Linked DNA regions of Rattus norvegicus: region 2 is linked to region 1. The links are chromatin contacts, called in public Hi-C maps. All regions are on one chromosome and are shown on one strand. The core of a region is the stretch at or near the end of the contact, and the rest is flanking DNA. Distances in the headings are between cores, read along the strand shown.

Region 1 (7,254 bases), core at 1,662-4,161:
GCTCAATGGATCTCCCATGGCAGAGCCACAAGGCCTCTCTCTAACAAGGCCACGCTAGGAACTGGTGGAGAGGAAAAGTGCAAAGAGAAGAAAAGAGTCTCTCTCTCTCTCATGTCTCAGCACTGGGCTTCCTCAAGTCCCAGAGCCCTCAGATCCCTGTCCTAAATCAACTGTAGACTTCCTGCTAAGGGAGACATTTTATGACACCTGAAAAGTGGGGCGGCAGTGTACACACCACACATAGTCTGAATATAACTTAAAGTTTCAGGATCCCAAAACAGATGTATCATAACAACTGCTAGCTAAATCTAATCACACATTTCATACTCTCAAAGTGCTCTGATATCTAACAGAGTAAACAGTCAGATAATAAAAGAAGAAAATATGGTCAAGTGTGGTGTCTTTAATCATTTAATCCAAGCACTGGGGAGGCAGAGGAAGCCAGATCTCTGTGAGTCTGAGAGCAGCATGGTCTACGTACACAGTGAGTTTCAGTTCGGAGGAGAGAAGGAACAAAGAGAATATGAAGCTGGGCATGATGGTATGTGCTTGAGACCCTAGCACGAGCTCAAGGATGCCACTCTGATTTAAACAGAAACACCCTATATCAAAAACAAAATTAAACTTAAAAAGGCAGCAGCAGCAGAAGGAGAAGGAAGGAGGAGGAGGACTAGGAAGAGAAAGAGGAGGAGGGGACAAGATGAGATGGGAAGGTTGGCCAGTATGCTAGCATGAGCTTTTAATCACAGAATTCGGTGAGTTTGAGGCCAGCCTGGTCTACACAGCTTGTTCCAGGATAGCCAGAGCTACATAAAGGGAACCTGTCTCAATAAATTAAAATAAATTTAAAATCATGTAAAATGTTTTAAAAACTACCTTTGAAAAGTAAGTACCTCACGCTGGCCTTTTTACGAACAGGGAGGCTAAGGCGGGAGGAAGCATGTGGGCTGTGGTGGCCCACATCGTTCACCACAGCACTCAGAGGCATCTCTGAGCTCTATCTGTGAGTGTGATGTCAGTGTGGTCTACACAACAAGTTCCAGGACAGCCAGGACTGCAGAGTGAAACCCAGCCTCAAAATCCTAAAGTTAGAAGCACAAATCTGTTAATCTTAGCTTTCTAACTATAAGGATCTAAAACTGACTTTAATAATTTGGAGCAAAATGCTTAGTATTTTACTGAGTATCTCCTGTGCCAAATGACAGGATAAGAGCACCTCTTTGGGAATTTAAACACACTCCTTATTTTTAGTACTGAAATGTCCTTGCAAACATGGCTGCACTGAAATGTGCAGTGACTGGACACTTCCAGAATAAATTGTTTCCAAACCACTACATGTAAGAGAAGGTATTTTATTTTATACTTCATTTTTTTTATCTTATTTTATTCACATGGGTACTGTGCTTGCATATATGACTAGATATCACGTGTATGCCTGGTAGCTGCAGACAGGCCAGGAGAGGAGGTCTGATCCCCTCCGACTCAAGCTGCAGACAGTTGTGAGTAGTCGTCTAGGCATAAGGAATTGGCTCCAGTCCTCTGGAGGAACAGCCAGTTCTCTTAACCATTGAGCCATCTCCCCAGACCCCTGAAAGAAATGTTATTTTATTTTATTCAAGGAAGGGTCTTTCTATAGCCCTGTCTTGGAATCTACTATGTAGACCAGGCAAGCCTTAACTGCACAGAGATGCACCGGCCTCTGCCTCCCAAGTCCTGGGATTAAAAGGCTTGAAACACATTGCCTGGCCAAGAAATTTAAAATCAAAATCTGAAACAAACAAACAAAAAGTAAATTGAATAATTGATGGTGTCTTCTAGTACCGTTAGAAGCTACATCCATAAACTCTCACCAACATGACTGCCCAAACATGAGCTAAACAAGGACCCCACCAATGACATGTCAAAGTGGACAGAGAAAAGTCCAGGAAACCTCAACCCTACACAAAAAACTATGGCAACTGAGAAAAGCTGGGAGCAGGAGAGTTGTCCCTACCTAGGAAAGAGCACGCTGATTGCCTGTCCAGTGACATATGAGAGGTTTTAGAGCAGTGATTTTCAACCTTCCTAATGCTGTGACCCTTTAATACTTTTCCTCATGTTGTGGTGATCACCAAGCATAAAATTATTATTGTTGCTCTTTCATAACTGTTATTTGTCACAATGTAAATGTTTTTTAGAGACAGAGGGTTGCCAAAGGGGTCATGAACCATAGGTAGTGAACATTGGTTGGGAGTGAAGAGAAGGAAAGGGAAGGAAAAGGTGTTACATTGTATTATAATATCAAAATCTAAAAAGAAAAGGACCGGATGAAGATCACAGTGGTGGCTCCTGCATGCAAACCCAGAACCCAAGAGGCTGAGAAGCACCTGGTCTGAAGCCAGCCTGATACAGAGTGAGAGCATACCTCAGACAGAAAGATGAGGAAGAAAACACAAAGAAAGGAAGGATACTAACTCCAAGTATTTTCCGTCTCCTTTTTCTGCATTCATAATAAGAAGGACAGCTCTAACTAAACTATATGGATAGTATTGGGGTTGTTACCAAGGTAAGAATTTCAAAGACGATACAACTCAGAATTATTTACAGTTTAATAAGAAAACTCTTCATTGTGTAACTGGGGCTTTCTTGTTTATTTTGTGATGTTTAGCAGCAGCCCTGGTGTCCACTAGATGCCAGTAGTGCCACATACTGAGCCACGGCCATCAAAAATGTCTTCAGACATTGCTAAATGTCTCCCAAGGGACAAAACTGCCCTCCCTCTGAGACCACACTATTCAAGTGAGATCATCTGACATCCAATGTTTGCCTTCATGGTCTCCCAGCTGCCTTGCAAGTGTCTTGTCTCTTGTCCAGTTTTACTTGTTTGTTCTATGTCTCCTGACTCATCTTGCAGACAATTTATAATGCTAAGTATATGATATGAGAAGTAGCTCCCGGGCAACAGCCCACAGGAGCATCAACACATGCAGTGTCTCCAAGCCAGAGAAAGCTGACTGCAGGCAGAAAGACTCCATTGTATTAAAGTCACACAAAAAACAATTCCCAAAGACAGCAGGACAATAGCCCCTTGTTCCTCAGCTAAAGATCCACATAAAATCTTCTTTCTCACAAGAGCAGCTTACAAGAGCAGCTCGTCTTTGCCTCAAAGCAGAGAATGCTCTCACTGGCAACAGTACACAATCTGAACCTTCAGGGAAAAGGAGCAGCGGCAATACTAAGAAAAACTAGTACCCTGCCAAGAGACAAATCCAAACGCCAAGGTCTGCTTTTGGTCTCAAAATGATTTACCAATAAATGTATTCTGGAAACTGCTGTTGATAGTCTGTTGTCCACTGCATGACCAATAGGAATGTCCTATTTTAATAGGCTAACAAGGAAATGCTATTTTTCACTATTAAAAAGATAAAATCTTGCCTGGTGTAATCCCAGCTACTTGGGAGGCCGAGGCCAGGGGGTTGCCAATTTTAAGACCAATTAGGGGAATCACACATCACTCAAAAAGTAAAACAAAATAAGGCAAAAATTTACTGGAGTTTTGGACTACTTAAATTCTGATTATAATTTCCTATTAAAAGATCACAAATGTGGTGCTGGATGTGTGTCTTTAATCCCACTACTAGGAAGGCAGAGGCAGGTAGATCTCAGAATTCAAGGCCAGTCTGGTCTACACAGTTAGTTTCAAGCCAGCTAAAGCTTTATGAGACTATCTCAAAACAAATAAACAGCAATGACAAAACCCCAAACCACAGAAACAGAAATAAAAAATCATGAGCTGGGGCTGTCAGGATGGCTCAGCAGTTAAACGTACTTGTTATTCTTCCAGAGATCTGGATTCGATTCCCAACACCTGAATGGAGATTCACAACCATCTGTAACTCTAGGTCCAGGGGACCTGATGTCATCTTCTGGCTTCCAAGGGCACCAAGTATGCATACATGCTCACATGCACACACACACACACACACACAAGCAAAACACTCATATGATACAGTAAAATTAAAACTAAAACAATTTTTACAAAAACATCATGAATTAAGGGTCCAAAGAAATAAATCACTGTCTCCTATAATTTGCCAATGTAATACAGACTTACCATCTAGGATTTCTTCAGAAAATCCAGTTTTCTCAAAATCAGTGGTATTCTGACTGTATAAACCAAACAGAAGGTAATTTGCCAGCTCTCTACAGCCTTCGTTGTACCTGCTGTCAATTCCTGCAAAGCAAAGAAGCCTGTGACTCGCTGTCCTGCACCGTGGAATACAGAAAGTGCCAACGATTTGCCCGTTTAGTAAAGCCTTGATGGTCAAACCAGTTTTGTGCTAAAACTAAATGAACAACCCCTTGTGTGAGAAACAGGCTGAGGCATACGGTACCTTCCTTGGATCTCAAGACCTACACAGGTCAAAGAATTAAGCAACAAGGGGCTGGGGATTTAGCTCAGTGGTAGAGCGCTTACCTAGGAAGCGCAAGGCCCTGGGTTCGGTCCCCAGCTCCGAAAAAAAGAACCAAAAAAAAAAAAAAAAAAAAGAATTAAGCAACAAGATTACTAATGCTGAAAAGCATTTTTTTCTTTCAGGTTTTACTTTACATGTGTGGGTGTTTAAATTCCATGTATATGTATATCATGTGTGTCTGGTACCAAAGGAGGCCAGAAGAGCACCCTCCATGATCTAGGGGATCTGATACCCTGGAATTAGAGTTACAGATGGTTATGAGTCACCATGTGGGTGCTCTTATCTACGGAACCACCTCCAGCCGACATGTGCAATTCTTAAGGGCAGAAAGAACCAGAACATATGGTCTTCTATGGATCTACAGATCTTGGAACATTTTGTTAGCTGAAGAATAGATCTCAAAGAGATCTCTATGGAAAATATGTACAAATAAAAACAAGTTAAGGTGATTTGAAAAAGAAGAGGACAAGTGGATAGACTAACACACACTGAGCCTTCCCAAGTGTCGGAAGCAAAGCTTAGCACTGCACTGTAAGGTATGGTGCGGAGGTATACACCCCTGCAGACGACCTTCACTAAGGTCAGTCTAGAAAGGCGGAACCAGAGACAAAAGGAAATTAAATGACACTGTCTTCACTTCTGTCTCTCAGTGACTTCGCATCCTAGGACTACAGCTGTTGGCAGGATGGGAGGATCAGAGTCAAGCAGCTATTCTCCATGTGGTTTGAAAAGAAAGGGTTGTAGCTGGGCACAGTGGCGCAGGGCTTTACTACCAGAACTAAAGAGGCAGAAGCCAGCATGGTCTACAGAGTAAGTGTCAGGACAGTCAAAGGCAGGCAGGAGCCTGTGGTAGGAGCTCCCTCTTTATCTCACTGACACCCTCTTAATATTCACCCTCAGTAAGATGGATCAGATGTCACAGGAATGAGAACTGGGAAGATTCTAGCCTTTAACGTACCTTACACGATAGCATTACTAGCATCTTCCTGAGATCAAGACTACAAACTCATAAGAAAGCACTGACCTAGGATGCAGAGAATCCCGTCAGGTTGAGACTTGCTGCTCTGGGTCAGGACACTTTGAACCTGGCGCAGTCGGCTGCAGCTGAAACAGAACAACAGAGTTTCTTGAGTGAGGAAGTGTGAGAGTCTGAAAAGGTACACACTAGAGGAATGGTCTTGTTAGGTAAGGCAAGTAGTACCTAGCTCTTTAATCAGAACCGTATCCTTCTTGTCCATGCTCTCAAAGAGATTTAGTGTAAGTGGTCTAAAGACTATTTGGACAATGGACAATGAACTAAGATGGCACCATGGTCCCATTCATAATTAATCAGCTGATGCCAAGAATTTCCAACATCTTTTTTTTTTTTTTGGTTCTTTTTTTTCCAGAGCTGGGGACTGAACCCAGGGCCTTGTGCTACCACAGAGCTAAATCCCCAGCCCCTTCCAATGTCTTTTTACTTTTGCTGATTTTCAAAGAAAAGTTTCTATACTGCTTTAGCCTAAATTTAGCCTTTCTTAGTTTGTCTCAAAAGCAACAAACAAAACCAAAAATTGATATAAAGGCCTCACTAAACTAAGCTCTAGCTATCCCACAGGACTAGACTCTCAGCACAGAAGACACAGAAGACACCCTCTCTTTAGAGAGCTACTACTCCTTTTGGTAGAAGGACTATTCCTTGCACCCAGATATAAGGAGACATACATTCCTAAACAATACAATTTCAATGGACTCTCTTGCTTTTCCGTCTCTCTCTACTCCTGTCAGTAACCCCAAAGATGAATACCTAACTTCATGGTCAAGCCTGATTCTTCCCCACCACCTCCATGTCTAACTCTTAGCCCATAAACATTTTTAACTGTTGGATATCATTAACCATTAGTGATGCAAATTATACTACTTTGAGATTCCATCTTACCACAGTGATAATGTCTGTCATTAAGAAAACAAGTGACAAGTACTAAAGAGAACACGGGGAAACAGCGACCCCTATCTACTAGTTGGTAGGAATGTATGTATGGTAGGGTATAAACTGCTGCAGATACTATGGAAATCAATGTGTAGAGGTGTCTTAAAAAGCTAGGAACAAAAGATGCTCCAACATACAACAAAGACACGTGCTCCACTATGTTCATAGCAGCCTTATTTATAATAGCCAGAAGCTGGAAAGAACCCAGATGTCTCTCAACAGAGTAATGGATACAGAAAATGTGGTACATCTACACAATGGAGTACTACTCAGATATCAAAAACAATGACTTCATGAAATTCACAGGCGAGTGGATGGAACTAGAAAATATCATCCTGAGTGAGGTAACCCAATCACAGAAAAACACACATGATATGTACTTACTGATAAGTGGATATTAGCCCAAAAGCTCAAATTACCCAAGATACAATCCACAGACCACATGAAGCTCAAGAAGAAGGATGACCAAGTGTGGATGCTTCATTCCTTCTTAAAACGTAGGACAAAAATATTCATAGGAGGGGATATGGAGACAAAGTTTGGAGCAGAGACTGGAGGAACGGCCATTCAGAGCCTGCCCCACAAGTGGCCCATACATATACAGCCAACAAAACTAGATAAGATTGATGAAGTTAAGAAGTGCATGCTGACAGGAGCCAGATAGATGTCTCCTGACAGACATAGTCAGAGCATGACAAATACAGAGGTGAATGCTAGTAGCAAACCAATGAACTGAGAATGAGACCACCGTTGGAGGAATTAGAGAAAGGATTGAAAGAGCTTCAGGGGCTTGCAACCCCATAAGAACAATAATGCCAACCAACCAGAGCT
Region 2 (7,254 bases), core at 1,681-4,180, 120 kb after region 1:
ACTCTTTGTTAGTCTTGCAGATCTACAGATTAGTAATGACTCATTTAATCAACTCCCATAAATGAGTAATTAGGTGACTTTTAATCAGTTGTCATCTGACTACTGCTGTAGGAGTATTCTTTGTTTTTCTGTGTATATATGAGGAAGTATTTCTTATACAAAGAGAATTGCTAGGTCATAGCATTTAAGATGGTCATAGCCTGAAGTAGGAATATACCCGTTGTAATCTTCAGAAAAATTAGGGAATTAGGGACTGAGTGAGTGAAAGGGAGAGAGTAATAGGTGATCAGATGTTTAATCATTGAGTGAAGTTATATGTGTGGAGCAAATCACATGGCCTTTGCTATTGTCTAAATGTGATTGGTGGTTGTAGTGAATTGATAATGACAAAAAAATAGGAGCAACTGAACATGAAAATGATTAACCTTGGGGTACATCATGTATTAAATGAGCAAGACCAACATTATAATATTCCTTCTGTTGGTAAATGAGGTGGGGGTAGACACCTCCATTCTATATTGAGCTTTCAAATTATACACATGGACATAATTTACATGGAACTCACTGTGTAGACCATGCTGGTCTTGAACTTGCAGAGATCTGTCTGGGTCTGTCTCCCCAATACTGGGACTAAAGACATGTGCCACCACTCCCAGCCTTCAAGTTAGCATGTATCTTTTGTAAAACAAGGTGGTATGGTATTATAGATCAAATGTCTTAAAAATGGTAGTCACTGATTCAGTAAATCTTCAAATCTTTAGTTCACATGAATTTACTGACATGCAGTACTTCAAACGCTACCCACTAGGCTCTTACTGAGACTCAGGGAGACTTTGGGGCCTTCAGTGACAGATGCTTGCTGTGTATAAACATAAACAGTATTACAGTTGAACAACGAAAATACGTCTGAAAGCTAATCTTATAAGGACTATAAATTCAGTTAACTTTTCTATTTTCATTTATATAAAACATCTATAAAATATATTAAAAAGATAACAATATATGATACATAGTATAAAAATAGGTAAAATATTTTCTTCCAACAGTACATATTTAACAATTATCAGTTCATAAAGTTTGTTATTTATATAATTGTAGAGACTTGAAGATATCATAAAAAGCTTATAACAAAAACAAAAAACAAAAAACCAAAGTCATTGATTTCAAATCCTTTAGAAGCTGGGCATAGTAGCACATGCCTGAAATCCCAGCACTCAGGAGGCGGAGGCAGGTGGGGCTGTGGATTTGAGGCCAGCTAGAGTCACATTTATACTGTGTTGGAACAAGAGCCCCTGGATCAAATAGTGACAACAATAACAGAATTAAGGAAGCATGGCAGATCCAGAATGACTAGACTCAGTTCAAAGGCTGTATAGACGGATTCTGTTGAAATTGCTGTAATTTGATCTGTGTTTACATTTCAGTGGCCTCATTGTTCCTGAAAGAGATGGCAATGAGACGGCCCCTGAAGTCACTGTCACTTCAGGTTATGCACTACTGCATTTTTTCAGTGATGCTGCTTATAATCTGACTGGATTTAATATCACTTACAAGTAAGATATTTAGATTTAATATTTTTGATACTATTCAAAAGACTTAATAACAATAACAATAATAATAATAATATTGGGGGGCTTACAGCTAGTCAGGCACCTTGCTAAATATTAACATGAATTTTCTTATTTAAAGTTTTTTTTAAGTATTCAGTGAGAGGTAGACATTTTTTCTCATTTCATAATTGAGGAAAACAGGAGCTAAAAGGTTAAACGAATGTCAGCCCCAGTAGTTGGGACCACAGTTCTTGGTTTTTCTAGATCTTGTCACTGAGCATCTCCTGGAAGAGAGAGACGTTCTACCTGATGCTGGAAGAAAATATCAGGAGTTTTGCTAAGTGAATTTATCAAAGTTAGTAGTGTCTCAGTAATAATCTTCAGTATAAGAAATCTATATTTTTAAACTATTGTAATAGTCCACTAATGTACCTCTTTAAACATCTGAATTATGTCATTTCAAATTGTTAACTGCACTTCTCCATCTGAAGTGAGTTGATAAAAGTTACTGAAGACCTTTAATTTGACTACATCACTGGAAAGTAATCTTTTTTTTCATCTTTATTAAATTGGGTATTTCTTATTTACATTTCAATTGTTATTCCCTTTCCCCGGTTTCCAGGCCAACATCCCCCTAACCCCTCCCCCTCCCCTTCTACATGGGTGTTCCCCTCCCCATCCTCCTCCCATTACCACCCTCCCCCCAAGAATCCTGTTCACTGGGGGTCCAGCCTTGGCAGGACCAAGGGCTCTGGAAAGTAATCTTAAATTCTGCTAATTCTCAGAATCTTTTCAGAGAATGCGTGCCATGAATATTGTCAGTTCATTGGCTCCCTTTCCTTCCTCCACTTGCTAGCATTAGCTTGGCACTTTTGTAGAACTCATTACTAATGAGCTAGCAGAAAGAGTAGGCTCCTGGTTGTCAGCGTCAAGCCAAGTCTAAGTGGTTTCGCACAGATCTCTATTGTTTTGTAATTTCTCTAACTTCCTGAGTTATTTATTCTTCTTCCTTCATATGCGAATACAGTGAGGTTGATTTGATCTCATTACCTAGCTGCACAGAGCTCAGTGAGCACACTTGGGCTAACTGGTAAGTCCTGTAGTCACACTTGCAAATGAACTTAACTTAAACTATAAGAAGGAGGTCTGCAAATGTTGCTTAGTTGAAATTGTTGACTTAGTTTTCTCCTGTCTTTGTAGTTTTGACATGTGCCCGAATAATTGCTCAGGCCGAGGAGAATGTAAGAGCAGTAACAGCAGCAGCACTGTTGAGTGTGAATGTTCTGAAAACTGGAAAGGGGAGTCCTGTGACATTCCTCACTGTACAGACAACTGTGGCTTTCCTCACCGAGGCATCTGTAACGCAAGTGACACCAGAGGGTGCTCCTGCTTCCCTCACTGGCAGGGTAGGAGCTGCCCTTTCAAAGTTCTTTCACAGAGTTGTAGTTTAGTGAACTGTAATAGAGTTTATTTTAGCAGCTGTAGGCCTTATGTTAATCATGTATCAGATGGCATTTAAGCATTCACCTCCCTCTACTCAGACTCTTTAAAGTTTACACGTATGTGATTGTTATTGATGTGCTTAGAATTATGGAAAGGTGTAACAAATCCTTTGCAACTCATTCATGAAAATTAGGGAGCATGGTCTGGTGTTAGAGAAGCAGAGAATCAAGCTGAGAGGTGGTTAAGTGGCAGTACTGCTGTTTCCTAAGAAAACTTGTTTGTGTTCAGAGAAGATCTGCACCAGTTAGAATCCCACTGCTGTCATCTAGTGCCATTACCCACACAACCAGCATACTAATGAAGCTGTAGGGAATTCTCTGACATTTTGAGGAAACAGCCATTATTGCTTTAGTGATTTTCTTTCTATGCTTATGTCCTCAGGACCTTTTTATTTTGAAAGAAAGTGTTTGTTTAAATGTTTTTGGTTTGTCTAGTTTAGTTGATATTAAGGAGTTAGTGGTTGGCATGCTTGAGTACCATCCCCCTTTCAGGAGTCCCAGTAGAGGACAGAGTTCTCTCTGTCTCCTTCATCTAGTCAGCTTCTGGGTTTACCAGAAGATTGATTTTGATCTGTCATTATATTTTAACCCTAGTGTCTTTTCCACTTGAATTAATAACTCTTGGTCTGCCCTTTCCCTAAATGCTGCTTAAGCAAGATTTTTACTACTAAAAATGTTTAATCTGAATATTGCCAACTTAGCAGAAAGTATGTAGTATTAAATCTCATTATGGAATGATTGGTTTTGGTCTGTATCTTAAGTAAATTAAAAACTCATGTTAGGTTCTAAACAGATGGCTTCTTGGTTAAGAGTACTGGTTGTTCTCTAGAGGACTCAGATTTGATCCCAGCATCCACGTAGGAGCTCACAATATCTGTAACTCCAGTTCCAGAGGATCCAGTGCCTTTTTCTGACAGTGGGTACCAAGCAGGCAAGTGGTACATAGACATTCATTCAAGTAAAATAACTGTGTGTGAAATAAGTTTAAAACAAGTTCAAGATGTTAGCACTGCTAAAGGAAACATGATTCTTTAAATATTCTTTGCACTTAGATTAGAACTTGGAATGCTGCAAACTTTTAGACTGCATTTTGTGAAGCTATGTTGTTATTTTTTTCTTATTAGGTCCTGGATGTTCAATTCCTGTGCCAGCTAACCAGTCTTTTTGGACTCGAGAAGAATATTCTGACTTAAAGCTTCCCAGAGCCTCTCATAAAGCTGTGGTCAATGGAAATATAATGTGGGTTGTTGGCGGGTATATGTTCAACCATTCAGATTACAGCATGGTTTTAGCGTAAGTGGCTTTATAATTAAAACATTTTATTTATTATTCCTGAGTGTATATAAGGGGGTGTATGCAGTGGTGTGCCAGTGGAGATGAAAGGACAGCTGCATGGAGTTAGTTTCCTCCCATCACCTGTGTGTGAGTTTGGTGTTTGGTTTCAGGTCACCAGGCTTGTAATGTTTGCCCTTTGAGCCTCACCAGCTCAGAGAGTGGGTTAAAAACTTCTGGAAGAAGCTTGGGTTTCCACCCCAAGAAGCTACAGTGTAAAAATAATAAAAAGCCAGGACATCACAAGTAATTACTGAGGGAAATCTGTTTAAACTTTGGTAGTATTCTTTTAAACTTTCTTCATATATGTTGATGTTCTACAATTGAAAGCCCCAAAGAATTCATTGTTATGATAAGAATAATTTATCTTTTTAAGGTACTTCCTCTGATATTTTGCTTTAGGTATGTAGTACGTCATATAAATAGGAGTTACTTTATCTTTTGATTTTATTAATAGTTTTCATATGTCAGATGGTTTCAGTTTATATCTTACTAGTGTTAAATGGCTTTTGTCTAATAATTTCCAGGGTTTGAAGTCTTATTTGTGCTTTTTTGAAGGTAGAATATATATTATCATATTAGAGTTATAGAGAACAGATTTCAAGAGGAAATTTATAAATACTTAGCCATGTTAATTTTGTGGCTTGAAGTTTTTTCTATTAGTGATTAAAAAGTATTGACATTCATCTTAAAGTCAGTAGGACTACTAGGCAGTCTGGCGTGTGCTTTTGTTAATGTTCTGTTTCTTTGAAGACACCATGGTCAAGGCAGTTTTAAATGAAAGCATTTCATTAGGGGCTTATTTACAGTTTCAGAGAGTAAGTCTATGAACATCATGACAAGAAGCATGACAACAGTCAGGCACAGCACTGGAGCAGTGGCTAAGAGCTCGAATTTGATCTACAAGCAAGTGGGAGGGAAGAAAGAGAGAGAGAGAAAGTATGAACACGAGAACACTGGGCCTAGCATGGGGTTTTGAAACCTCAAAGGCCACTCCCAGTGATATACTCCTCCCACAAGGTCACACCAGTTGGAAATAAGGCTTCTGCCTGCACAGTATCAGTAGAGACTGTGGGGGGAACATTGACTTCTACTGTCAGCAACAGTAATGGCAGTAATAAGTTGACCTTCTCCATCCCATGGGAGTGGTGTCAGAGAAGGCCTGAAATAACAGAGGGTCTAGAGTCTCACAGCATGATACACAAAATCTGCCCAGCCAAGAGCTAATACAGTCTCATTTTCAATAAGAAGTCAAAGAGACAATGACATTAGGGTGACACACATTAGGTTTATCTGACAAGAAATTTAAAGGTGGCCATCCTAAAATACTACAATGAACAGCTGCACACATAGAAAGCAAATGAAAAAATAGAAAGTCTCACCAAAAGAAATATAAGATGTAACAGGATATCAGAGGCCAGGTTAAGGCACTTGACCAGCTGGGCCTCGTGACCCACTCAATACCTAGGACCCACATGGGTAGAAGAAAGAACCAATTCCTGATAGTTGTCTTCTGATTATCTTTGTGCCTTGGCAAATACATGGCCTTGCCCAAATAAATAAATGTAATAATAATAATAATAATCAGAAAGAATCTTAAATGGAAGGCCTGGAAGATGGCTGAGAGGCTAAGAGCATTTTCTCCTGCTCACAGTCATCTCCATTCTAGAGCATCTAGATGCTCTCCTGTGGCCTTTACTGGCACTGCATGCACGTGGTAACACAGATATGAATGCAAGCAAAACACTCATACACATAAATTAAAAAATCTAAAAAGAGAATATCTGATGGAATTGTAAAATTGAAAAATGCAACAATGGAAACAGAAGTCCCAGTGGGTAGATTAGCAGGACAGAGGCAAGAGCCAGCAGCCTCCAGACAGACTTAGAAATTCCAGTCAGAACAATAGAGAAAACAGTAAGTCTTAAATTAAAAGGAGGCCAGGGCCTGTAGCAAAAGGTTTTAATTTAAGCAGAATTTGAAAGGAAGAGGCAGGCAAATCTCTCTGATTGGGGATTGGGGTTAAAGGTGTTTGCCATGACACTCTGCTCAGAGTTAGCCTTCTCCCCTAAAAAGTTTTAAATTCATTTTTAATGCTGACACAGTTAGTCATAGTAATTGTGTCTCACACAGTTCAACACACTCCAATATGCCGCCCCAGCCCATTGCTAAGCCTTAGTTTACTTGGTAAAAGACATAAGCTCAGCATACGTGAAGCTCTGGATTTCATCCTTAGCACTACATAAAACCGGGTGTGGCCATGCACACTTTAACTTCAGCACCAGGGAAGCAGAGGCAGGATGATCAGAATTTGAGAGTCATTTTCAGTTCCATATAGAGTTTGAGGTTAGGCAGGGATACAGGAAACCTGTCTCAAACAGACAAACAAAAAAACTTCAAAAACTGTTGAGATAGTCAGGCTGTGGTCCTAGTAAGTGTTGAGATTATAGACATATATCATCGTGCCTGTTGTATATTTTTGAATCTTGGTGTCCGTCTATGTTGTGTCATTCTCACACAAAAACCCACACCAGGCCCAATCGCATTCTCTGCCTGCTGCCTGTGGGTCAGATGTAAGCTCTCAGCTGCTGCTCCGGTGTCAGGCCTGCCAGCTGCCACACTCCCACCATGTGATAAGGGACTAACTCTTAGAAACTGTAAGCCAGCCCCAATTATATTTTTCCTTTCATAAGTTGTCTTGGTCATGGTATCTCTTCACAGCAATGGCACAGTGACTGAGACACCTGGTCTTTCCCCCAAGGAATATGAAACTGTTTATTGACTCCTGTTCACCATTCCTTACCGTAAAGTGAACAGTACACAGTTGGATAATGTGATACTGAAAAGTTATCTTTCTCTTTTCTGTTGTA

Evidence for each region. A called contact is a pair of places that touch in the nucleus more often than the background predicts.
Region 2: a contact with region 1 is called in a Hi-C map of Schwann cells, with 2.4 times the contacts expected there. The contact joins two enhancer-like sites. A contact is called at or near these places in 3 of 12 Hi-C or Micro-C datasets (Schwann cells, frontal cortex and hepatocytes).

Annotation. Positions count from the first base shown.
Region 1 is chr3:138,484,195-138,491,448 of GRCr8, forward strand. Dnaaf9 (dynein axonemal assembly factor 9) reads right to left here. Exons shown (of 37, transcript NM_001109206.1): 2 at 5,479-5,558; 3 at 4,094-4,213. Among named protein-coding and RNA genes, the nearest start is that of Dnaaf9, 18 kb to the right of the region's middle. Within about 2 kb of position 2,912, at least 60 of the 93 cell types and tissues checked have an H3K27ac peak or open chromatin away from gene starts, as enhancers often do. A contact at or near this core is called in Schwann cells, where this site is marked.
Region 2 is chr3:138,606,316-138,613,569 of GRCr8, forward strand. It overlaps Atrn (attractin), which reads left to right. Exons shown (of 29, transcript NM_031351.2): 4 at 1,425-1,553; 5 at 2,751-2,956; 6 at 4,177-4,345. Among named protein-coding and RNA genes, the nearest start is that of Atrn, 47 kb to the left of the region's middle. Within about 2 kb of position 2,931, at least 25 of the 93 cell types and tissues checked have an H3K27ac peak or open chromatin away from gene starts, as enhancers often do. A contact at or near this core is called in Schwann cells, where this site is marked.